Linked DNA regions of Gasterosteus aculeatus: region 2 is linked to region 1. A link is a contact called in public Hi-C data. All regions are on one chromosome and are shown on one strand. Each heading gives the region's core, a stretch centred on a gene start, on an enhancer-like site or on the middle of the called end of the contact. The rest is flanking DNA. Distances are from core to core; before and after follow the strand shown.

Region 1 (7,904 bases), core at 2,366-4,865:
AGTGATGGTTAAATTCTGTGCGGACCAGATCCTGCTGTGAAAAGATGAATCCTTCATCTAATGTAATTAGGGAACATATTGATATTAAAGACGGCCGATGGTTTTCTTGAGCAAAACTAACTTCACAAGCCGCGGACCAATAATTCGGGGTTGTGTTGCGTCCATGCAGAGCGGCTAATGTTGCAGCAGCAGGTTGTGTGCATGTGTGTGATATGGGACAAGAGCTGCTGAAGACACAGAGAAGAAATGTTTGGTTTAAACATTCAAATATGCATTTCTTTGGTCCAGAAGCAACACGGCGGGACGATGAAGGGCGGAGAGCAACACGAGTGTGTCACAGGGGAGGTTCTCTGGCTTTTGGCTGTCAGTGCTGGGAAAAAAAACAGAGTGGAAACAAACCTTTCACATACATCATATGGACCTAATACACAACAGCGGTGACTACCATCAGTCGCCATGGTGACTGAGGGAAGTCAACACAAATACAAGGACAACAAGGAAGGTTCTGGGATGAACACGTTTTGAATCTGCTTTCTTGAGTTAGGTATTTATGAGTCGAGTTATTTGAGAAGTTTGTTTTCTAAACAGTTATTTTGGTGTCAAAGTCAGAAACAGAAGCCGGTTAGCTTAGCATAAGGACTTTGAGGGGGGGGGGGGTAAAGCTAACCTTGCTTTTCTAGAAGAGGCATTTATAACAGTTTGCTTATACTACGCTGATCCATTAACTCTTGAGTTTGTTCACGCTGAGTTAAGCTCTTGTGTAGATGGAAAACGGCCATCATCAATGGAGCTCTGACTGCACGATTCGCCATGGCAACAGGTGTATAGAGCATCCATTTAAATCCAGTGGATTTAGCGATAATAAAGCATTTAAACTAGATATCTTCAAAATAGAGACGAGTCCAACTGGAAGAAGTGTAATACGTTTACATAAAAGAGTATTGTATTTGTAGTACGGTCGCTCCACTGCCTATTTAAATAGGTACTTTACACGTTGTGCAGCTACTTCAGGATCCTGCTCACAGAAATATCCATCTTCACTCCGCTTATCCTGCACACCGGGTCGCAGGGGGGGGCTGGAGTCCATCCCAGCCAACTCCAGGTGATAGACAGGGTCGCCCTGGATTGGTCGCCAGCCAATCGCAGGGCCACACAGAGAAACACAACCATTCACACTCCTACGGGCAATTTAGAGTCACCAATCAACCTCACAGAAATATAATCGATGATATTATTAGTGTTCACAATGTTGTTTGTATTAAAAAGCACATGAACGAGGGTCGAGGGTCACCTGACTCGTAATATTCAAACATGCCTAGAACACACGTCGCAACCGGACGTCCCGTCTGGCCTCCGGCGGCTCGTAGATAACGTTTAATAACTATGAAATAACTATTTTGTTAAAGAAAGAACACACACAAAAGGAAACAAGATATCAACAAGCCAAAGATCGCAATCTAGTTCCTCGTTATTAACATACGTACATAAAAGGGAAAAAACAACTTTTCTCTGAGCCAAGCTGACAAAACAGATCTCTGCTGTTACATAATCGCGTGCCTGGATCTCTAGTGTCCTTTCCCCTCTTTGTGCTTCCACAGAGCAGTCACAGGAGGACAAGGGGCGGCCCTATTGCTGCCGGCACTAAATACATTAAAAAGTCACAGTATATGTTATGTTGACCGTAGAATAGCGTGTTAAACTAATGTAAGAAAAGTCATAATATAGTTTTTCACATGTTGGTATGAGAAAGTCTTCTAAAAAGGCAGAAAGAACTCCTGTTGTTAAAAACAGTCATTAAAAATGACGATGTCGATTTTGCAGCTTTTCCCTGTAACAAAGCATGTAGGAGTCTAATTTTTTATCATAGGTACTCAACTGTGGGTGATGAATCCAGAAAATCACACTGTATGATTTTAAACAATTACGTTGCAGTTTATTGCATGACATAAGTATTTGATCACCTACCAACCTGTAAGAATTCCGTCTCTCACAGACCTGTTAGTTTGTCTTTAGGAAGCCCTCCTGTTCTCCACTCATCACCTTTGTTAACTGCACCGATTTGAACGTGTTACCTGTATAAAAGACACCTGTCAATCTCCCTCGGTGTGGGGCTCCATGCAAGATCTCACCTCGTGGGGCATCAATGATCCAGAGGAAGGTGAGGGATGGTCGTCAAATGGGAGCTGGGACCACAGTCTCAAAGAAAACCATCAGTAACACACTACGCCGTCATGGATTAAAATCCTGCAGCGCACACAAGGTCCCCCTGCTCAAGGCAGCGCATCTCCAGGCCCGTCTGAAGTTCGCCAATGGATGGATGGCATCTGGATGATCCAGAGGAGGTATGGGAGAAGGTCATGTGGTCTGATGAGAGGAAAGTAGAGCTTTTTGGTTTAACCTCCACTCGCCCTGTTTGGAGGAAGAAGGATGAATACAAGCCCAAGAACACCGTCCCAACCATGAAGCAAGGAGGTGGAAACATCATTCTTTGGGGATGCTTTTCTGCAGAGGGGACAGGCCGACTGCACCGTATTGAGGGGAGGATGGATGGGACTGTGTATCCTGAGATCTTGGCCAACAACCTCCGTCCCTCAGTAAGAGCGTTGAAGATGGGTCTTCCAGCATGACGACGACCCAAAACACACAGCCAGGGCAACTAAGAAGTGGCTCCGTAAGAAGCATCTCAAGGTCCTGGAGTGGCCGAGCCCGTCTCCAGACCCGAACCCAATAGAACATCTTTGGAGGGAGCTGAAAGTCCCGAAACCTGACGGATTTGGAGAAGGTCTGTATGGAGGAAGGGGCCCAAATCCCTGCTGCACTGTGTGCAAACCTGGTCAAGAACAACAGGAAACGTATAATGCCTGTAATTGCAAACAAAGGTTTCTGTACTAAATATTAAGTTTGTCTTTTCTGATGTATCAAATACTTATGTCATGCAATATATATTTTTTAAATCATATGTGACTTTCAGATTTGTTGTTTGATTCCCACTCACAGTTGAAGAGTACCTGTGATTAAAAATGACTCCTACATTGAAGTTTGTGTGTATAATTTATAAGCAATTGTCAACTCAAATAATAAAAGTTCTATTTAATTACAAATCCATAATCTGAAAATGTATAAATGTTCTCCCCTTATTAGAATTAAACTAGGGGTTGAGTTTAGGAATAAATGAGCTTTTGTCTTTTAGCTTTGAACTGAGTTCATGCAGGTGAACTGAAGGTGTCTTGAATTAAGACAGAATGAATGATTGTAGATTTATCTTTGTCACGTTACAATAAATCTCAATTATCAATCACCAATAATAACATCTGGACCGCTGCAGTGAAGTAAATGGTATGTTGACGTGTCAATCACAAGGTTCACGGTTTTATTACCGGAGGCGCTGCCTCCTGCTGGCGGTTAGAGAGATGACACTTTTTTACTTTTTAAAACGTTACCCCTCGCGCTCAGGAGCAGGTGTCAGCCAGTTTGAATCTATTCTCCTTCAATTAGTTAAAAAAACCTGCATCCACCCATCAGTCGAGGTACTTGAGAGCAAATCATATAACACACAAAGACTGAAGGGAGTGTGTCCTTATCGCAGTATGAGGACCGTTTCCACACGTGGGGGGAGAAGCGAGTGTTTGCTCAGTTCACTGAAGCGTCGTGACCCCTCATACTCGGGCGGCCTGGAAGTGCCCCGGGGGGTGGGGGGTGGGCATTGAGAGTCTTCGCTCCGCCTGTTCGCGCTCTCCTACTCCACTGACGTCTTTCGTTGACCTCTCGCTCAGATGTTTTCCTCTCCCACACCCACCCTGGAGCAGCTGTCCCACCTACTGGTCAGATTTCATATGAAGGTGTCCTTAGAAATGAAGTTCATCGCTTTCATTCTCCATGTTTCCTAAAGATTTAGCATTTACAATCGGCATGCTTGGTAAAAAGAGCATTTAACTTCAGGGAACATTACATCTAACCAGTCAATGGCTTTGAATAAGTCTCTCATCCGTGTGTCTCACTGTGGCCGACTATAAGAAACCAAAGCTGCACACAGATTTCATTTGGTGCTGAAAAGTTCCAATTGGCCAAAAATAACCAATGGCCTCTTAACGTGTTCTTAATGGCCTGCCACCTGCAGGAGCCAAGATCAATGTTTTCGTTGGCTTGTGGTCAGAAGTGGGAGCTCACAGCCTCTCAAAGTGCAATTACATATTTCAGTCCAGCTTTCATCCCTTAGTGCATTCAGACTCACAGTGTGTGAAACAAAATATGCTCATCATATACACTCAAGTTAGTCACAGGTTTTAGTATCTCTCACTTGTGCAAGGACGCGCACGCACACGCACACAGTACCCACTAGTGGCGTGAACGGTAACGGAGGTCAGGTGTGTGTCGAAATAAAAAGCCCCACACACACACGTATTAAGAATAGACCGTTTAATTATCAAAATTGTAACTCGTACAATTCCCTGAAGAAAGTGACTGATACAAACTGTTAAGACAGCGTAACAAAATCATTTCCCCCGTGTTTTAAATCATCTGTTCAAAGATTCAATTATCGTGGCTGCATTTGTGTGTAAGCAGAAGAATACGGACCAAAAACTCAGCAACTCGGAGAAGACGCCAGAAAAAAAGAAACAATTACCAAATGTAAAATAATGTCCATGTGGACAAAAAGAAGGGACGAGGCCACAATGTGAAAAGTAGTTGATCCCTCACCAGACACTGATTTTGTTCTAATAGTTACCACAGTGGTCGTAATGTTGAGAGAAGGACGAGCTGACAGCCCCCAGAGAGACAGAGAGAGATCAGAAGTCCTCCTCAGCATTGAGGCTCCTGCAGGTCTTGTGGTGCTGGAGACGCTCGACGCACTCCTCCACGGTGCGCTCGCCGTGGACTTTGTTGTCGCGGGTGCGTACGTTCACAGTGTTGCTGGTCTTCTCCTTCTCTCCAACCACTATATACCAGCAGAGAAACAAAAAGAAAAAACATGATCAGTATGGAGATGGACAGCGAGGCGGAGACACGACAGGAAGCGAAAGAAGAGAGGAAGAGAGATGGAGTAAGTAAGAGAAGGGAGGAAGTGGGAGAAGAGAGCGTGTCCACTGACCCAGGATGAAGTTGTACTGCGCCAACTGTGCATTTCTGATCTTCTTGTTCAGAGTGCAGCCGGGGTCCAGATCCACATCGCTCATGAAGCCCTTGTTGTGGAACTCCTGTTTGACCTGACACATCGAAACGGTTACGTTCATGCCTCCATTCTAGAAGTTCATGTCAATCTTTTTGCATTAATCCATTTGCAAAACGGTAAAGTACCTGCCAGGTAACATCATATGTAGTCAGTGTATGGGACAAAAAGTGTGTTTCAAATTTGTCGAGAAGGCTTTTATTCTGAAATATCTGCAGGCTAGTGTTGAATGCAGCTTTTACCGGCTTTTAACTGAGGACCGTTCATATTATAATTCCTTCCTGCCTCAAACAAATATAAATGACATTCATAATAAAGCAGTCGCAAAGGTTGTAAACCAACAGATTAGCCAAATGTTTTCCAAGCGGAAACAAACAGGAACCCAAATAAACAAAACGGTGTCTAGAAATACACCCGTAGCGGGATTAGCACGTGCATGCTCGTAGCTCCGCCCCTCAGAGCTCCTCCACCACTGGGCCGAGTGCTACGCTATCGAAAGACATCCAACTGATGAACTTCACATTTCATCGGAGGTGGAATCTAGTCTTAGATCAGCGGTTTACCTTCTGAGCGTATTCTTCACAGGTCGGCCCCACGGGAACAACCATCACCTGACGAGGAGAGAGCCACAGCGGCCTGCAACACAACACGTGGTGGCGCTTAGCGGGCCTGAGCAGCCATGTACAGCCACACGGGTTCAAACGCGTCTGATGTGCAGATCGTTAACAGTAAGCAGACCACAGCGTCCTGAGAGATTAGGTTTACGAACCATTTGCCTCCGTAGTTCTCTGTCAGAATGGCGATCATCCTCTCGACCGATCCCAGGATGGCTCTGTGGATGATCACCGGCCGCTTCTTGTCCTCCCCGTCTTGGCTACAAAAGTCATCACAATGAACATTTCCGTTTAGGAAATCCACAAAAGAAGAACTCTAAAACGGGATCATCAGAGATCGTCTGGGCAACATGTTGGTACTCTCTCTAGATTATGACAGAAACATCATATATAACTTGAACATAAATGCACATCATATTGTTCCATTCGAGCTTATCCTGTTCTTTGCTTTCACATCAACCCTTAATGTTCGGGAAAGTGCATTTGCAGCCTCAAAAATAATAATTTCCTTCTCTCTCAGCTTCCTCCATCATGTAAATACGACTCGATGTGCTTCAACGTTACGTGTCATCATTCACCCATTCATATGCTGATGGGAGGGGCCACCTGCCCATCAGCAACCAGCACTAATAGCATTCACACGCCGTGGTCACAGCTACGGGGGCATCACGTGGTCAAGTGTCTTGCCCAAGGACACTCCGGCGGAGCCGGGGGCCGAACCGCCGATCCCCTGATGAACGCGGCGGCAGAGTTACCTGACGAAGGAGAGGTTGAAGCGGATCGGGAGCTGGAAGTCCAGCTGGATGGTGGCACACTGGTGGTAGCGGCCGATGGCGTCCTTGATCTGGATGTCGATCTGGGGAGGAACGACAGAACTGTGAGCGGCGGCGGTGGCGCCATCGGGCCTTTTCATGGCTTCAAGCAACAGCGTCAGCGCGTCTCACCTTCGGCCCGTAGAACGCGCCGTCGCCGGGGTTCAGCACCCATTTCTCCCCGAAGTCATTCAAGCTGTTCTCCAGTTGCTGTGGGAAAAGGACGCAGGCAGTGAGTGGCGTGTTGCTCGCTGGGTGTCCACACCCGCGTGTGTGAGACACACGCCTTGTCCCGCCACCGCCGGGCTGGGGGATGTCGCCTCGGTGGGACTTCATGGTTGATTGAGGGAGTTAACGAGGAGTTCTCCTCACGTTGGCGACACTTCATTTCCAGTGTAAATAATCCTCCACTTATTCGTGTGCAAAGATTAATTAGAACAAGTCAGTGCTGAATTTGGTAAATGCTTTTCTTCTGAGAAATGTGGATCTCTCAAGCTGCCTACATATGAACACATGCAGGGAGTCGCAGCAGCAGCCGGTAGCTTCTGTGATCTGATCAGCAGACTGCAGAGTTTAATATTTAAAACGGTGGCCACTAGATGAATATTAATTAAAAGATGTGTTAAAAATAACTTCAGTGATGTTCCTGCAGCCAGCAGGCGAAAGGACACACTTCATCCAGCGAGGACTTTAAACCATCACATCACTGACGAAATGAAGAGGATCTCTGGAACGTTTGAAAAGCACCACTGAGTGGCCGAATCTGCATGATAGCTGGCGCACATCTGCATAATATCTGGCTCACATCTAAGAGAACTTAACAAAAGTGAGTACAAAATCATTTGCAAAAGAGATTTGAGGCACAAATTGCCTCAGAGGGTTTTACAGTGAGTAGAACATAAGACAGATCGCTTCCCTTCCCATCGTCGCTTTCTATTACTACACTGTGTTTTAGTTTTACTTGGCAGGTGTGAATTGTGATGTTTTAGTATTTAGTTTATCCTTACATATAGTTGCTTTACTACTTGAACATATGTGGTTATTTCCCTTATTTTAATCCATTTTCCATATAAACTTATTCCCTCTAGCCACAGGTAATGCTGATGAAATAAACGTGTATAACTTTGCAGCTGGATAATCTCCCTTTGAGTTGTCCCACGAGATGAGTTTAATCCACTACAGAAGACACTCGGCGATAAAGACACATTATCACTCAGTTTTACTCACTGGATCTTGGTGTCAGACAGTTTCAAGCCCAACCTGCTCCCTCAAATTTCCCTTTTCTGCCTGTGTCGTGGCGACAAAGTCTCC
Region 2 (7,904 bases), core at 3,974-6,473, 150 kb before region 1:
TGAATATAACAAGTAGACTAGATTAAATGGTTGTATTTAAATTGTTGTACAGCTGCTTAGTCACATCTCATAATACAATTCTATAAGTGGCGTACACTAGGAATCAAAACGGTGAGATTATTTTATTGAAACTTTACAAAGCGACAGATTAACAGCTTGTTGCTCACAGGACTCCCGTGTGTGCATTTAGTGCAAATTCATGCTCATGCATCCGGGCATTTCCTGGGTACAAACACAAATACACACGCACTGCACGTGGATGGACAACATGCTCGACTTGACGTCATACATACAATGAACGGTATCTTCCTATGCGATTTTGAACACAGCCGAGGCACATATTCCCCGCGCGGTGTATTCTGGGAAGACACAGCAGTTTCAAGATGGCGGCGAGCAGGAGGCTGGGCAAGGTAAATCTCCCGAACCCGATATTTTCTTTATATTTGTACTGTGTGAAGGCGCACTCGCGGCCGCTGGACGGTTTCGCCTAAACTTAGACGAGGTCATGTCGTTTCAAGAGTCACGCGTTGCCGGTCTTCGGATTCAACCTTAACGTTGTTGGAAACGAGAGGTCACTACTGGCCAACCAGCTAACGTTAGTCGGCCAAATATTACCTTTGCGCACCGGTAAGTTAGGCCAAAGCTTCGAGAGGAAGCTCCTCCGGGAGGCGACCACGCAGCTTATGCGCCGTTCGCCAGCCGAATGTAGTGTTTGTGCGGCTGCGGGTTGTGTCGCCGAGGGGGGGGATTCTTTTTTTTTATTGTTTTGGCCGACGTAAGCCCGCGACCGATTTTCCACGGCACAACACGGCTAATCAGCTAACGCGTTAGCCCGAGAGATCTTCGCTGCGTTTCAGCTAGCTAACGTTAGCCAGCTAGCGGCGGCCGAACTCGCAGTTAGCCCGGTCTGGAAGTTCGTCACGGCGGCGGGTGAGACGGAACTCCACGGCCCGCGTTCTGCATTGGCGGTGCGCGTGTTAAGCGTCACTTCGGGACGGGACGTGGGGTTTTCCAGACAATAATTCAGCGTGGCTTTGTACAGGAACTGGTCACGCGACAAGCGCAGCGGTGTTAAGATTCAACGTCAGCCGGCATACCGGAATAAGGAAATACGATGGAAGCGGAGTAAAGCGCTGCCCTGTTTCACGGATCAACATCGAGGCCTTAGTTTAGGCCTCGATGTTGATCGCAATTACCAGCTGGTGTAAAAACGTGCATCATATAATTACTCGAACGGGAAGTGTCGGACTTTACACGGCAGATGTCAGTGTAATAACCCGCCTCCTTCTGACCGATCCCACCCAGCCCCGCTGTCCTCATGAGATACGGAGGATGACTACACACTATTCCATAGACAATCACCTACTTCTCCGTAGGCTGAAATTATAATAAAATAACACTGAAAGACGTATTATATTGGTTAAAATTGTCCACCAAATTTTGGAAATGTAATATGAGCCTGTTGGTATCCTATTTATTTGATTATTTATATATATATATATATATATATATATTATATATCACTGTTGTGGTTACCATATCATTAGTGTGTGTATATAAGATATGGTAACTAACCAACTGTGCGGTTGTGTGTTGTTTACAGTCTGGTCATTTATTTTTATTAACAGAAAAAGAGCAATTTTATTTATTGATTCCATGGCACATTCTCTGCCACAACTTAGACGCATGTGCGCTACCTTCTTTACATGAGCTGAACCCACACGCCTCAGTGCTGCTCCCCTTGTGCCTGTATGCCAAAAACAACTGGTGAAAGTCACTAGCACAGCAAAAAAAAAAAACGACTCATTAAAACAAAAAAGATTGGGTCCCTCTTCACCTACCTGCCTTCGAGCTAAACTGCTGCGAGGCCCAGCTAGAGTTGTCAGTCAGTAATTACTGGAGGTGTCGGAGTGGTGGGCGGGGTGCACCGGGTCCGATTCCATGAACGTTTTTCCCTTCTGTAACTTTCGCTGTCTGCTTGCTTTCCCAGGAACTTGACGAGATTCGCAGGTCTGGAATGAAAAACTTCAGAAACATTCAAGTCGAGGAATCAAACCTGTTGTCATGGCAAGGGCTCATCGTTCCTGTGAGTAGCCGCTCCTCGTTCCTCCGTCTTATCTGCCGCCCGTCCACCTGCGCTTCCCATCGGTTGACCCTCTCTGTGGTTGTTTTTTCTATTTCCGCTTGCAGGACAACCCTCCTTATGACAAAGGCGCGTTCAGAATCGAAATCATCTTCCCCACGGAGTATCCCTTCAAGCCCCCCAAGATCACATTCAAGACAAAGATCTATCACCCCAACATCGACGAGAAGGGCCAGGTGTGCTTGCCTGTGATCAGTGCAGAGAACTGGAAGCCTGCCACCAAAACTGACCAAGGTATGTGTGTGTGTGTCTTTTTATCCTGCATTGCAGTGTTATGATAAGTGATTTTTACGTTAAGTTTTAGTATAAACAGGGTTGCATTAGTCCCTTACTTCAGTAAACTGAAAAAAAACATGAGCACTGGAAGATATTTACTACAAAAGTAGATTTAAGACCTCTATTCTCAAGCATCCAGAAACCGATGCTTTTATTCATGAGCGGTTTGTGGCGCCTGACAAGCTCTGATCGATCAGCCAGTCTCTCCAGTACCAAACTTTGGTTTATGGGTCGGATTGTGGTCACTACAGCGAGATGTTCAGCTCCATGGGAACCCCCCCAAGATGACAGCAGATAACGTTGGGCGCTTTCTTTCTTTTTTATTCCAACAAGAGGCGTTTGGGGCTTTCCTGTCTCATCATTTCTCAAAGCATACACCGCTATTTTATTCTGTTATCACAAATTCCGGCAGTACACCTGCCTCGTTTTTTTTACTCTAACTCTTTATCAATTGACTTTTCTATCACTTCAGTACACCGTCATAGTGGGACAGAAAGCCATGTAGTGTTTGAACACTAACGAAACGCGTCGCTCTGTTCGAGCGTTCCAAGTCTTTGTAGGGAGACACGTTGTTCACGTCTAACTGGATTTCCTTGGTTGTGTGTGTTGCAGTAATTCAGTCTCTCATCGCGCTGGTGAACGACCCCCAGCCGGAGCATCCGCTCAGGGCAGACCTAGCAGAAGAATACTCAAAGGACCGTAAAAAATTCTTGAAGAACGCCGAAGAGTTTACAAAGAAATACGGAGAAAAGCGGCCAATGGACTGATCAGCTGACGAGCGTGTAGCCCCCCCTCTCTGTCTCTCTTTCTGTCGCTCCCCCCTTTCCCCACACACCCTCCCACCCATCCCCCCCCCTCCTCTCACCTGCCCCGACCAATTACTTTCTCTCGCCCCCCCCCCACCAATCCTCATCACCCCGCCTCCCCTCACAACCACCACACGATCCTCCCTGCAGTCCCTAAAGCCGCCCAGCTGAAACCGGGGGTGGCGGCAGCCTCCGCCTCCCTCCCTCCCCCCCCCATCCAGGACTCTCTGTGGATCAGACAGCTTCCACCCTCCCCTCTTGACTTCAGCTCCTCCTTGGCCAAACTCCTCCAGACCATTTCCAACTTTCTACTCTTTTCTTAATGGGAAAAAATGGGTAACGAAAGGCTAAGGAATAGTTAGATGGCAAGTCGAAGTAAAATGTAATCTCTTTTCCTCCGTCTAAGCAACTTTGTGTTGAATAGAGCTAGCCTAAACTTTATTTTTTCATTTTTTGCATTGCAGGAAAACCGGTTTATACTTTCTTCTTTTTCTGCCCCACCGTCAATCTTTAAAGCTTAAAAAACCTAAACAAAAAAAAGACGCCTAGTGTTACTGAAATAAGAAAAGCTGTAGGTAGCACCCGGAGGGTGCGTGGCAACTGAAACGTTTGCCGTACTCACCTACGCTGCTTTTAGACATGCCACCAGTTTGTAACACACTGAGCAGAAATGAAACAATGGCAGGCCGTAAATTTAGCTCTTAAGATTCTTTATTGTGGAAATGAGAGAACCATATCAGTTTCCAATCACAATACGTTTTTCTTAATATAATTTTGCCTTCTCCATTTTGACAACTGATGCAAATACAATTGGTAATTGTGGGGAAAAGTCCCTTTGGTTGATTAGAATCTGCAACGCATGTATCCCGCGATCAGGCAACACCCCGCCCCCCACATGTAACCACGTTAGATACAGAGCCCTTTACCAGACGGACTGTCAGCTGGCCAGCTGCAAAGGGACCTACTCGTGGAGGGGGAGAGGCCGGAGGAGGTTGCACTTAGCTGGAATGCTCAGCTCCTGGAGGCGGTCCTTTAAAAAAAACAAGCACCTTGAAGGCAGCTGGGAGAGGGCTGGCTAGGACACGGGAAAGGGGACTGCAGTGGCCAAAAAAACAACACCATGTAACAGCTGTTTGATCTGGTCCCAATATTGTTTCATAATAAAGATGGCAAACCATTTGGCCTCACTGTCTGCCTGGTAGTCAAGTGGATGCTGCTCATGTTTGACATAACCTGTTTTTTGTGCTGAACCCATGAATGTGACTAGAAATGTTGCATTATAAACCAAGCGGAGCTTCAAATATAGACTCCTGCACCGGGACTCTCGCTAGATTGTCGACCTTTGGTCGTTCTTTACCTTGGAACCTCTTCTACTATTCTGGAACATAAATATGTATTAAGTGGAAGAAAATGATTGTCATTTTTAATTTACCCTCATTTTAACAGTAAAAGATCATGCATCATAATCTTAGACAATTACTCTGTCATTGACCAAGGGATCAAATTGATGAACGTAATTTGTCACCTCCCAGCCAAAATGAAAAAGTATTACTTTATTATTAAAGTACTGCAGAAATAGTCAGACATCAGATTTGTTAGCTCGAACAAATCAATTAAAAAAAGTTTCAATAAAATTTATTTCAAATGCCCAGGTACTGGCTGTAAATATTAGTGTTAAAATAACACCTTCCGTGACACACATTTGGCACTTTGATTCGATTAGTTCAGTACTTGTACTATACAGTCCTGAGATTTTTGGTAGTTATTTCACCACACAAATACATGACTTCCATCACCTGGCAGCATTATGCCCCTTTAACGACATTTTACACACTAATAGAGGCAATATACAACACATAAAAAACACTGACAGTTAAAAACTCAGGATCAGATAAACTGAACTCAAAGTGAGCTCACTTTCTGCCAACATTCCTTCTAGCACAGGAAAACCGGGTGAACAGGACTCACGTGACTAACGGGAAGCCAAAGTGCAAGCAGGAAGTAGCTCCTTCATTAGCACCGCCTTAAACGACATTAGATCACACTCGCCATTGTTAATGTTACATACCACCATCAACTAAGTTAATCATTTATTAGTCGGCATTAAAAACAACTACAGCGCTCTTCGAGTTTTTGCTTTTAGGAACCCTCTCTAGAAGAAAAAAAAAAAAAGATGCGCCTTTTGTTACAGAGACGAGTCCATTCTTGTAGCAGTTTGAGGTTCATTGAAAACGGACATGAACTAGGAAAAGTGACCTCAGTAAAGTGCAGATCTCCGCCGTAATGTAGCACTAAGGTGGTTTTACACGCCAATTAAAAAAAAAGAAGACAACTTGTCACCGGACACGAGAAGACGTGCCTGGTTCCGTTTGTCATTTGCTAACCGAACCCTAAATAATGGCTTATTTAAAGGGTGCAACCTGAAGTCGTTGGTCACCTACCGGACGGGAAAGAGTAACAGCACCAAGTGTGAATCACTGCCACGGAGCGGCGCTCCAGCATAAACACGATGATGTGGACGGTCCAGCAGCGTGCGAGAGTGGCCATGGACAGATGCACAAACGCACACATGATCCCCTGGTCGAGATCGAAATTGTACCACATCATTTTGAATTGTCAGCATCCCGGTTTTGTTTTCTTTCTCCCGGGACACAGGGAGGGGCCCACATTGCATACTCATGATTAGGGCCCCCGATTTAAGAACGCGTCAGTCAGAGGAGTCAGGTCCTTGAAGGAGCAGAGCTGCACCCCCTCCCGGCGGTACAGCCCCTGGAGGGCCGGGTCTCGGAGCACGCTCAGCTCATGCTGTCTGTCCGCCGAGCAGGAGAAGTCATCGGGGCCCTCCCCGCAGCCTCCGTCCAGGGGCTGACTCGGGTAGCCCGGGTGGACCATGAGCTCCGCCGTCACCGCGGGGCGGTCGGAGCCTGAGGCGCCGCCAGAGGCCGGGCTGGAAGAGGCCGCCGCCTCCAAGGCTTGGCCGATGGCCCTCTCCAGGTTGGGTACGGACATGTTCTGGCCCATGGTGGTCAGCCCCAGGTACACGTCTGGCCACCTGTGGACATGGAAGACGATGTTTGTCGGTCATCGAGCAGGCGGGGGGGGGGAAGCAAATAATTCGCTCACAACGCCGGAGGCGCTGTGACCAGCAGCCACATGGGTTTAAAATCTGGTTCACACTAAACTTATCAAACATTCACATGATACTTCGGTGACCGAAGTGTACAGCTCAGTCCAGGTTGGGTGTTTTGCGTCCTATTTGTGCCTCAAATCGTAATCAATGCAACCAGTAACATTTCTATGTCAGATAGTATTGTACCGCAATATATTGTCCTCTAAAGAAAAGCACATAGTGAGTAGTCTTGTTAGGTGCATCACTTATGTAATCCCTCGGTTATTTGCAGGACTGAATCCCCATCTGTGATTGATGAAAGGAACCTTATCAGATCTAATGGGATTTAGAAATTCATCCATCTGTGTGCCATGTGTTTACATGATAGAAAATGATGTGTCTCATATCCATACCTGATCTCTCCTGCAGATTGACTTTACAGCTCTGCGATACCACCTAATTAACGTAACTAAAATTCTGCGTTGCTGCGTTTTCATCCATATCTAAATAAGACAAGGATCTTTTGGTTGTATTGGGCCGCATCCATAAACTCCTGAAACCCCTTCTCCTTTGTGCAAAGAAAGCAGCAGACCTGATTCCGTAGCGGGCGAAGACCGGGATGGAGTCCAGAGCGTCCTTCTCCACCTGTGCGTAGAACCTTTGGAGGTGTGCCGGCAGCGCTGGGCAGCTGTGTAGACCCGTCTCCACTGGAACACGCGTGTATGGAATCTTGAAGTCTGCCAGGACCTCTGCAAACACCTCACGCACCCCTGCAACAACAGAGTAAACCACATCAATGCTCCACGCCCAGGGGCACTGATGTCATTTCATCCATTTAATGTTGTCATGGCCACAATAAAGAAGCTGGTCATGCATCAGCAACACTTAACACAATTGCTAGTTTTTAGTCCAGCAACAGAAAATCACTGGCAACCTTTTTGATCACTAATAGCATTAGCATTTTTTTTTTAAAGCTAATCAGTTCTGCATACTGACGTTTGAGTTCAGAGTACAGTTATTGTCTCCAACAAGACCGTATGTATGTGGGCTTGATCAGCCCAATAAGTCTTGTGTTTATTTATGACTGTATTCAATTACCTACCGTGGTTGCAGTAAATCACATTAAAATGTTTATTGACTGCTGACTCCTCTTATCTGGCCGGCACGTGCCTCAAGTGCCTCAGCAACTGCTTTAGTTTGGCCTCTTGTGTCACCTACGGAATACAACATTTCTATTTCCACGCATTTAAGATCATGTATGTATGACTAGCACTTAGCGGATGACTAAACCAGCACCGACTGCGATGCAACGCCTCCCCGTGTCCGCATGGTGGTGCACCTTCTAGCTGCATAGATTCAAATAATCAGACCGGTTGATCGAGTCATGCAAGAGAAAACCGAATGTCTTGTTATTTGTGTTCATTCAATAAATGATATTTCTGACATTAGTACTTTTTTCATATTTAGAAATGTGAAGCTGCTTGAGGCGTGTGCTGTACAGTAGCAGATCACAGATGTTGGCATTTATTTGGGTTTTTCCCCTCTGCATTACCTGGCAGCACGTGGACGT

Evidence for each region. Hi-C and Micro-C count contacts between places; a contact is called where the count stands out from the background.
Region 2: a Hi-C map of skeletal muscle shows a contact between it and region 1, with 4 times the contacts expected there. The contact joins two enhancer-like sites. A contact is called at or near these places in 2 of 6 Hi-C or Micro-C datasets (skeletal muscle and whole body).

What each region holds. Positions count from the first base shown.
Region 1 is chr13:4,154,927-4,162,830 of fGasAcu3.hap1.1, reverse strand. tars1 (threonyl-tRNA synthetase 1) reads right to left here. Exons shown (of 19, transcript XM_040195987.2): 14 at 6,726-6,803; 15 at 6,537-6,637; 16 at 5,937-6,041; 17 at 5,731-5,803; 18 at 5,090-5,204; 19 at 4,402-4,936. The coding sequence ends at 4,788. Among protein-coding and RNA genes, the nearest start is that of tars1, 15 kb to the right of the region's middle. Within about 2 kb of position 3,615, at least 1 of the 9 cell types and tissues checked has open chromatin away from gene starts, as enhancers often do.
Region 2 is chr13:4,304,205-4,312,108 of fGasAcu3.hap1.1, reverse strand. ydjc (YdjC chitooligosaccharide deacetylase homolog) reads right to left here. Exons shown (of 6, transcript XM_078087049.1): 4 at 7,887-7,904; 5 at 6,927-7,104; 6 at 3,919-6,277. The coding sequence ends at 5,908. ube2l3b (ubiquitin-conjugating enzyme E2L 3b) reads left to right here and starts at 214. Exons shown (of 4, transcript XM_040195096.2): 1 at 214-410; 2 at 1,991-2,086; 3 at 2,191-2,377; 4 at 3,032-4,402. The coding sequence starts at 384. The coding sequence ends at 3,186. Within about 2 kb of position 5,223, at least 5 of the 9 cell types and tissues checked have open chromatin away from gene starts, as enhancers often do.